Regions from separate parts of the Mus musculus genome. Here region 1 is linked to region 2. A link is a contact called in public HiChIP or PLAC-seq data. All regions are on one chromosome and are shown on one strand. Each heading gives the region's core, a stretch centred on a gene start, on an enhancer-like site or on the middle of the called end of the contact. The rest is flanking DNA. Distances are from core to core; before and after follow the strand shown. Region 1 overlaps Gdpd5 (glycerophosphodiester phosphodiesterase domain containing 5). Region 2 has its middle 23 kb from the start of Mogat2.

Region 1 (4,076 bases), core at 728-3,227, 230 kb before region 2:
AAAAAATGGATGAAGATAAAGTGAGCAGGCAGAAAGGACCAGGATTCCTTAAATACTTCTGTAGAATCTCCAGGCCCTGTACTAATACCCAGAGCCTGGGCAGCCAAGCCAGCCAGGCCAGCCTGGAAACAGCTCCAGCTGGGATCGTCTCTGCCTGGCAGGCCCTGCTGCCTCTGAGATCCCGCAGGATGGTGTGGAAGGAAGGGAAAGGGCCTGGAGCAGGACACAGGGCACCTGAGGGACCCCTCGGGGACCCTTCTGATCTGGCTGGCTCTGTAGAACTGCAAGCTTCTCCCTTAGGATCAAGCATGTGTGACCTGACCTGCTGAGAGCCAGGCACAGCCCCGGGAGGTCACCACAGCATGTGTGCCCGGTCCCCAGATGCCAGCTGATAGATATCCTCTTTCAAGTGTTAGCCATGCAGCTGAGAGAAGAAAGCACCTCCCAGAGTGGGCTGAGGAAGTCCCAGAGCAGTCCTCAGTATGGAGTCATCAGCAGGGACTGCTCTCTTCATCCCAGCAAGACTTCAGTCACCCAGGCCTGGCTCCCAAGGTGCTCCCCTCCCGCTCCGCTCTAACTCAAGTTTGCCTGTGCTCCCTCTCCTTCCTTCTGTCTCCCTGCTAGCTGGGGCAGTCTCCTAGGTCCTGTTTGTTTCCAGACATTTCTGCCTCTTCTTAGAATGTGTGCCTACTTCTAGCCATGCTGTGGTGAAAGAGATGACTCCTCCCCACTCCACTACCACAGCCCCTGGAGCCCCCACCTTCCCATCTCCACCCCTCAGAGCTCCTCATAGGGGATGGCTCTATTTTGGCCAGGACTAGCCCAGGCCTATGACCCTGATCAAGCATAGCAGGTATCAACAACCTATACTCAGCATAGGTGTGTGTGTGTGTTTGTGTGTGTGTGTGTGTATGTGTGTGTGTCAGAGACAGAGAGGGACAGAGAGAGGCAGAGAGAGACAGAGGGGAGGGAAAGGAAGAGGGAGAGGGAGAGAGAGAGGGAAAGGGAGAGAGAGAGAGGGAGAGAGAAGGTTTGGACCAGTTAGTCTGGAATGAACACTGGGGACAGCAGAAGAAGCCACCAGTGCCAGTTTAGTCTTCAAGGGTCACCAAATTAGAGTGGGTTGGGATCAGGCACCTGATGGAATTGATAACACAAATGTTGTAAAATGTATCTGGGAGGGGAGGCTGCCGGAGCTGAGGAGAACCCCTGCCTTGGGATACAGGCTGCAAAGAGAGGGTTCAAATACAGAAAAGGGCTCAAAGAGAGAGAACAAATGAAGGCCAGAGCAAGGGGGTAAAAGCCAAGGAAGGGTGGGCATGCCAAGGGTAGGAATGATGTCTCCCACAGTAGAAGCTGAGGTGACTGTCCCATGGTGGTAGCAGAGAGTCATCAGGACCAGACTGGGACAGTCTGGGCTATCCCAGACACCATCACCAGAACTCAGGGATACAGTAGAGAAGGCGGAGCGAAGGCAGAGCGGGTGCTGTTGAGTGCCTGGCCGCAGGGCAGAACACTAGGCCTCCCATTCACCCTGTGAGACCTTACACATGTTGTCTAACCTCTGGGTTTTGCCCCTGCAGCGCAGGATGGTGGCCATGCGTACTCTGCAGGGCTGTAAGGGTTAAGGGAGTGAATGCAAACTGGGCAGGCCGTGCCTGGCCCAGTAAGAGTTCAGTGGAATAGCAGAGCAGATACAGAGGCGAGCCAGGGGGAGGGACCACCCAGGCTACCCTGTGCTTCCAGGCCTCTGTTCCCCTCCCCCTTAGAGCAGCCTTCCATTACCTTGTGTATCCAGTGCAGGTTCAACTGCTGCCCCACAGCGATGTGACATAGTGCCAGGACCTGAAGAGAGGCCCAGGGGGCCAGTCAAGCCACCACGTGTGCCTAGAAAGCTTGCCAGCTCTCCAAACACCCTGCCCCACACTCCTGCCCTTGGTGTGACCCTAGGCAGGCAACACACCCTCCCCACAGGCACCAGGAATGCCCGGGCCAGCCCTGTCCAGGCCTGGCTTCCTTCCAGATTACTCCAGGCCTCAAGCCTCCTCCTTTGGGAATTCCCCTGTGAAAGGTCCCTGGGTTCGGCTGCAGGAAGACTGCCCTGCATAACACTTCAGCTTGTTGGGAGATTCAGAGGCAGATCTGAGCCCTGCCCCCAAGGAGCTGCCAGTGCTGAGTGTGCTCAACCCGAGTCTCTCAGTGTGGAGGGCACTGTGGGTAGGCAGCCCAAGCAGTTTCTGGAAGACGTCTGTAGTAGATGCTGAAAGCCAGAATGGCTCCTCTGCCTGGATGGCAGGGAGGGGCTTTCAGAGGGACAGCCGAAGGAGACTAGGAAAATGAGACCTCCTCCTGCCAAGCAACACCGAAGGAGTCCGGGTGGACAATAGCCCTATACCCCTGTAGACCGCCAAGCCTGCTCCTCCTGGGAGCAGAGCCACCAAGGGACCCTCCCCCAACCCCTCCATACCAGGAGGCCTGCGATGTATGTGAAAGCAGCAGCCGAGGTCACCAGGATGGGCACGGACCAGTCGCTCCAGTAGCCCATGCGGTTGTAGAGGTACCTGGTGGGAGAAGGACAGAAGTCAGACAGACCTCCACTGAGCCATGGCCCAGCCAAGGATCTAGGACAGTCTCAGCTCTCAGGAAGCTGCAGTCGGAGAACCACAAACGGGCCCTTCCCGCCCTCTATCGGCAATCAGTGTTTCCTTTATTGACAGTCATGCCTACTTCTGGTGGGCACTCAGAAAGCAAGAAGCAGAATCGGCCAGAGTCACCATTCTGAAGGCCACTACACTTCCTTCCCATGGGCCCCTGCACTGCACCTTTATTCGCGCATGAACAGCGGATCCGGGATAACCACCCCAGGGCTGTTCCACACACCTGTGCCCGCCACCCTCAGGAGCATGGCCAGCACAACCCTGAGGGATGAACACACTCTGAGATCTAATCCCCACACTGCCTCTTGCTGGCTCTTAGGACCTTGTGGCAATGACAGGTGTTACAGAGCCCAAGATGCCCTTGACTGTGCCATTCACCTCAAGTTCAATGGCAAAACGTGAAAATGTGGAGCCTTAGAGGTGGAGATCTGTACCACTCCAGTTTGCTCACCTGGAGGATGGAGATGGTGGAACGCCCATCATAGGGCTTCAGGGAGTGAAGGGAGGGAGGCTTGTGGCAAGGACATAACAAACTCTTCCTAACATGAGCATTCACTGAAACCAGAAAAAGTGCTGAGAAAATGTGATTTAAAAAAAAAAAAAACCAAAAAAACCAGCACGTGGTCTTCTTGAACTCATGGGCTGAATATAGGCAGCTTCCCATTAATGAAACTTCCTAGTTTGCATTGATTCGCTGTATAAGCTAACACAGAGATGAGAAAATGGCCACATCTCTTTGAATTTCTTTTTTTTTTTTTTTTTTGGTTTTTCTTTTGGTTTTTCGAGACAGGGTTTCTCTGTGTAGCCCTGGCTGTCCTGGAATTCACTATGTAGACCAGGTTGGCCTCGAACTCAGAAATCCGCCTGCCTCTGCCTCCCGAGTGCTGGGATTAAAGGCGTGCGCCACCACGCCCGGTTTCTCTTTGAATTTCTATTTCCTTGATTGTGTTGCTATAAACAGAATGACAGGGCAGAGGGAGCAAACTTCTCCCCAGTCCTGGAGGCTGCAGCTTAGCTACAGAAAGACAGCTCACTCACTCTCACTCAACCTCCTTGTGTTAGTGAGGAGAGAGAGGCTCGGACAGCGAATGCACTCACTTGGTGTATTGCAGAATCTGAGCCACTGCCAGGACCCTGCTTGTAGCTGGGAGGTGACATCGGGAAGACTCCACTCCACGGGGCATCTTCCTCCCCTATCCCTTCCCAGAGCCTTGCTCTGAGTCTGTGGGGAGCCTGCTACTCAGAAGGTCACAGAGAAGGCTCACCTACTGTACAGCTTAGGAAACTGAAGCCCAAGGAAGGCAGGGGATTGGCCCTGGAGCTACTGTGAAAAGATCTTCTGGTCACGCTAGCCACATTGGGCAGGGACACCTCCAGGACAAACACAGAGTAGCCTACCAGGTGTGACCAACCTGCAGC
Region 2 (4,321 bases), core at 1,432-3,931:
TAGGACAGCCAGGGCTATGTAGAGAGATCCTGTGTCAAAATAAAATAATCATATCAGAAGGAGAGGGCAGGGGATCGGAGAAGTGAGTGTTGTCTTCTGGCTCAGGGAAGATTTGGAGGAAGAGGTGATGGACAGGACCTTAAAGGACAAGATGGCAAAGAAGATGGCAGTTAAAGGGGGTCATAGCAGTTACTTGCCACTGAGTCAGAGCTACCAAATAGCTGAAGGCAGGAGGAATTGTGTACCCCAGTACTGAGTTGCCTCAGCTGCTGCAGCTGCATGGGTCCTGTAGGTCATGTGAGGCTGGGGTGGCTGTATACACTGTCACAGCAGGGCACAGAGCCCAGCTTTCTCCTGACAGCCTCTTTAGCGCTCTGTGATGGCTGGATTCCAAAGGAATGGGAGTCCAGGGCTACACAGCCTGCAGTGTCAACTCAACTACACACTGCTCCTAAGTGGTCACAAGGCCAGGAATCAGGACTAGAGCCACTTCTGAGTGTGAAGAGGAGGGCTGCCACATCACAAAAGGCACTGGAGAGTGCTGGTGGCCATCTTTATAAACTGTCTACCAAAATTTTAAAACTAAAAGCCTGTGGCAGAATTCCCGCCCCCACCCCATCCCCATCTCATGGCCATAATAAAGCTATTGCACCTCAGGGGACTCAGTCAGCCTGGCATATCTGGCCCGTCTCCATTCCCCCCTCTGACACCACTCCCTCTGCTCAAAAGCCTTCCATGGCTCTCCACTGTGCCAGGCCAATCTTGCTCTCAGAGGGAACCAGGGGACAATCTGAGATGGCTGTACTAAAGGAACAACTTCTTTAGGTACCCACAGGTTTTGGAAACCACATTGTGTGGTGCTGTAAGCCACAGATGTTGCACCAGACACTGTCACCACCCAGAGACAACAGTGCCTAGCTAGCCATACCCAGGACCCATCCTCTGGCAAGGACACGGGCAGCTTTGAGGGACTTTGTTTGACAAGAGCAAGAACGTGTTCGTGTTCTCCCTCCGTGCTTCCTTCTTTCCGTCAACTTCCTGCTGAATCCTAGTGCTCCATTGCAGAGGAAGCTGGAGGGACAGCGGGCCTGTGACTGTCTATATCCAAGCAGGTGGGCTGAGGCTGCTGGATAGGGCTCAGGGGGATCTATAGGAGACGGATGATGTCTACCTTGGAGCCCAGGATCAGCTTGCTGTTCCCCATGGCCTCCTGTCCTGCTCTGATCCTTGGTATTTATCTTAGTCCTTAGCCCTAAGCTTCTGTCGCAGTGACACCGTGAGGACACTCAGGTCACCTCTTGATCTTGCCTGGGCTGTTTCCCGCCCATCACCTTCCCGTTGCCTAACGCCTCCTCCTCACCCTCCAGCATGATCCGTCTAATGCAGGGGGTGAGAAGCGCCTCCTCCATCTTCCCGGGCTTCCCTTCCTCTGCCCCAGCTCTCAGCAGCCTGCTGCACACTACGCACCCCTGCAGGACCTGATCGACCCTCTCAAATAAAACCCAACGTCCATAAACCCACCGTCCTTTTCAGTGCTCGGGATGACACGCATCTCTCTCTTCCCTTTGGCCTTCGAGGCCCTTTTTCATCTGCCCGTAGGCCCAACTAGTCTCACCTTAACCTCTGCACACTGCTGCCCTGCACCTCGGGACACACCCCTGTGTGCTTGCTCCAGCTTAGGCACCTTCTGTTCCTTCAGAATGCTCTTTGTCTGACTCAGTCAGTGCCACTCACCCCAACTCACTCCTTATGTCATATCCCTGTCTACTCTGTCTTCTTCCTTGAGTCAAGGTGGACATTTAATTCTTAAGAAGTAAGGGTCATGATCACAAATACATGAGGGCATGGGGGGGGGGGCTTTCTGTCTCTCATGGTATTGGGAACCTGAGAGCTAAGACCTATGCCTAAGGTCTACACGCAGAGACAGAGACAGGCAGGCAGGCAGGCAGACAGACAGACAGACACACACACACACATGCTCACTACACAAGCTACAGTACCTCAGCCACCCTCTAAGTGAAGCGGGCACATTGGCCCATCCTGCATTCTGGACCTTTTTATTTGGAGATGGTCAAGATTATTAGCCATCACTGCCTGTAACAGATTATTATAATAGTTATCTGCTTTAAGTAACACTTACTGACTCCAAGTGAGTTCCTGAGGGTGGGCACCTGGGAGTGACTTGGCTGGTGGCTCTGGCTCAGGGACCCTCTGAGTGGCAGCTAGGCTGCTGACTAGGCTGAACCCTGGAAAGCTTGCATGGGGACTGCAGGGCTCACCTCCACACCCACTCACATGACTGATAAGTAGGAACCTCCTTTCTTTGCCGTGGGGTCTCTCTGTGGGCCTCTCCATGGGCCACCAGTGCTGGGCTTCTCCTAGAAGGAGTGAGTGTGAAGAGAGGGGCCAGCTGCCTTTTGTGACCTCTGAGTCACACAAGCCTATTCTGCCTCAGTCTGATGGCTATGTGTGAGTCACCCTGCTCAGTTCACACTCCCTCTAGGGTGGGAGGAGGGGAAGGTGGTGACAACTGCCACTGTAATGAGACAAGCCCTTAGACTCGCAGTCGGGCTTTCTCCTGACCCCCATGCTGCAGCATGAGGCGGCCTGCCTGGAAGACACTGAAGGACAGATACCCAGCTGGCCAAGGAGAAAGCGTGAAGAGGGGTGGGGCAGGTCTGAGCAAAGGTTGGAACAGGAGCCATAGCTGTGACCCCCAGCCTGGCTGGCACGGAGGACAGGCTTGCCTTTAGTCATGACGCTGCCAGGACGGAAACAGGAGAAGGGGAAAGACTTGAGGAAAAGGACTCGCCCTCTCTCACATGACCTTAGACTCCCCATGTTACAGACACCAGCAGCACAAGCCAGAAGTGTAGGACTCTGAGCTCACAGGAGGGCTTTGTGTTCAGGTTCAAGGGTGCTTTTCATGGCCGCAGCCTCTGAGCTGGAGAATATTGGTTACAGCAGTTGGATTCCCTAACGCTACACATAGAACAGGCTCAAGCACTAATCTTCACATTCCCCCACCTCCTGGCCCTCTGGGAGCCTCCCCTGGGGTGCCCCACAATATGCAGAAGACCGTCTCTTCCACTTCAACACACATGCAACTACACACAAGATTTGTCAGTGTGATACAGCGGGTCAGGAGTCCTCCAATGATGGGGATGGCTGGAGTCTCCTCTGGAATCAGACTGCCCTTTGACCCGAGAGAAGTTCTCAGACATCATCACCCAAGGGGACAAAGGGCTTGCTGAGGCCCAGCCTGTCTGATACTGCTTTATGGTGACTTGGGTGGCAAATAGGACAGGGGTCAGTCAGCCCAGTAGAGCCTGTGTCCACGTGGCATGGGCCAAGGCTCACCTTCCCACGGGCGCTCCGTTTTCTTAGGACAGAGGGAAGGAAGGAAACTGCTGAGTGAGCAAATCAGACAGGAGGGCGCTGTGGGGATGTTGCTCGACTGTGATGTTCAGAGATCAAGGGTGAGAAGAGGACTTTAAGGGGTAGGTCCGTGTTCAGCAAACTTTTATCAAGACCTCATGATGGACCAGAAACTGGCATTGAAAGTGGTGACCCAGGAGAACCAGTCCCTGACTTGTCCTTGCTGGCTGTCCTATAGAACCTCACCATCAGGGAGGCAGGGACTCCTTCCCAAAGTTGAAGGTGGCCCGGAAGAGCTTGGAGCTGGTGTGGGGCGTGGGCCAGGCCACATGGGCAGGTAGAATGGGCTGAACTAGGCAGCTATGTTTTGCTTTTAATTTGGTAATTGTTCTGAGGCACGGTCTCACTTTGAAGCTGTGACTGGCCTGGAACACACTTAGGTAAATCAGGCTGACCTTGAACTTGCAGAAATCCAACTGCCAATCTGGAGTGCTGGGATGAAAGGTGTGTGCCACCACATATACGTTTATTAAAGAAACCAAAATCCTCACTACATTCCCTTTTCCCAGGTCCTTCCCCCTTCATCTCCCCTCAGAAAAGAGCAAGGCTTCCAGGGACATTGATCAAATATGTAGCAAGCTACAGTAAGATCAGGCGCACATTCTCACATCGAGGCTGATGAGGCAACTCAGTAAGAGGAAACGGGTCCCAAAGGCAGGCAAACCATTCAGAGACAGCCCTGCTCCTGCTGTTAGGAGTCCTACAAGAAGATAGAGCTACACAACCATAACTTATATGTGAAGGACCTAGGTCAGCCCATGCAGGCACTCTGATCTCTATGAGTCCACTTGAGTCCCGGGATCAGTTGTTTCTGTGGGCCATGTTCTTTGATACCTCTGGTTCCCCCAATTCTTCCTCCTCCCCCACAGGACTCCCCAAGCTC

The links. HiChIP or PLAC-seq counts read pairs in DNA pulled down with a chosen protein or histone mark.
Region 1: a FOXA1 HiChIP or PLAC-seq map of pancreatic cancer cells shows a contact between it and region 2. The contact joins two enhancer-like sites. A contact is called at or near these places in 5 of 39 promoter capture datasets (the 3T3-L1 cell line, the C10 cell line, the SN4741 cell line and 2 more), 2 of 15 datasets of contacts at CTCF or cohesin (large pre-B cells and pro-B cells), 16 of 484 Hi-C or Micro-C datasets (the 63-12 cell line, B cells, the N1E-115 cell line and 7 more), 4 of 115 datasets of contacts at active chromatin or transcription factors (bone marrow-derived dendritic cells, embryonic stem cells, large pre-B cells and 1 more) and 1 of 9 other capture datasets (liver).

What each region holds. Positions count from the first base shown.
Region 1 is chr7:99,439,657-99,443,732 of GRCm38.p6, reverse strand. Gdpd5 (glycerophosphodiester phosphodiesterase domain containing 5) reads right to left here. Exons shown (of 18, transcript NM_201352.3): 6 at 2,468-2,561; 7 at 1,786-1,845. Among named protein-coding and RNA genes, the nearest start is that of Klhl35, 24 kb to the left of the region's middle. Within about 2 kb of position 1,977, at least 78 of the 459 cell types and tissues checked have an H3K27ac peak or open chromatin away from gene starts, as enhancers often do. A contact at or near this core is called in the N1E-115 cell line, the SN4741 cell line and pancreatic cancer cells, where this site is marked.
Region 2 is chr7:99,213,916-99,218,236 of GRCm38.p6, reverse strand. No RefSeq gene overlaps it. Among named protein-coding and RNA genes, the nearest start is that of Mogat2, 23 kb to the left of the region's middle. Within about 2 kb of position 2,681, at least 108 of the 459 cell types and tissues checked have an H3K27ac peak or open chromatin away from gene starts, as enhancers often do. A contact at or near this core is called in the N1E-115 cell line, the SN4741 cell line and pancreatic cancer cells, where this site is marked.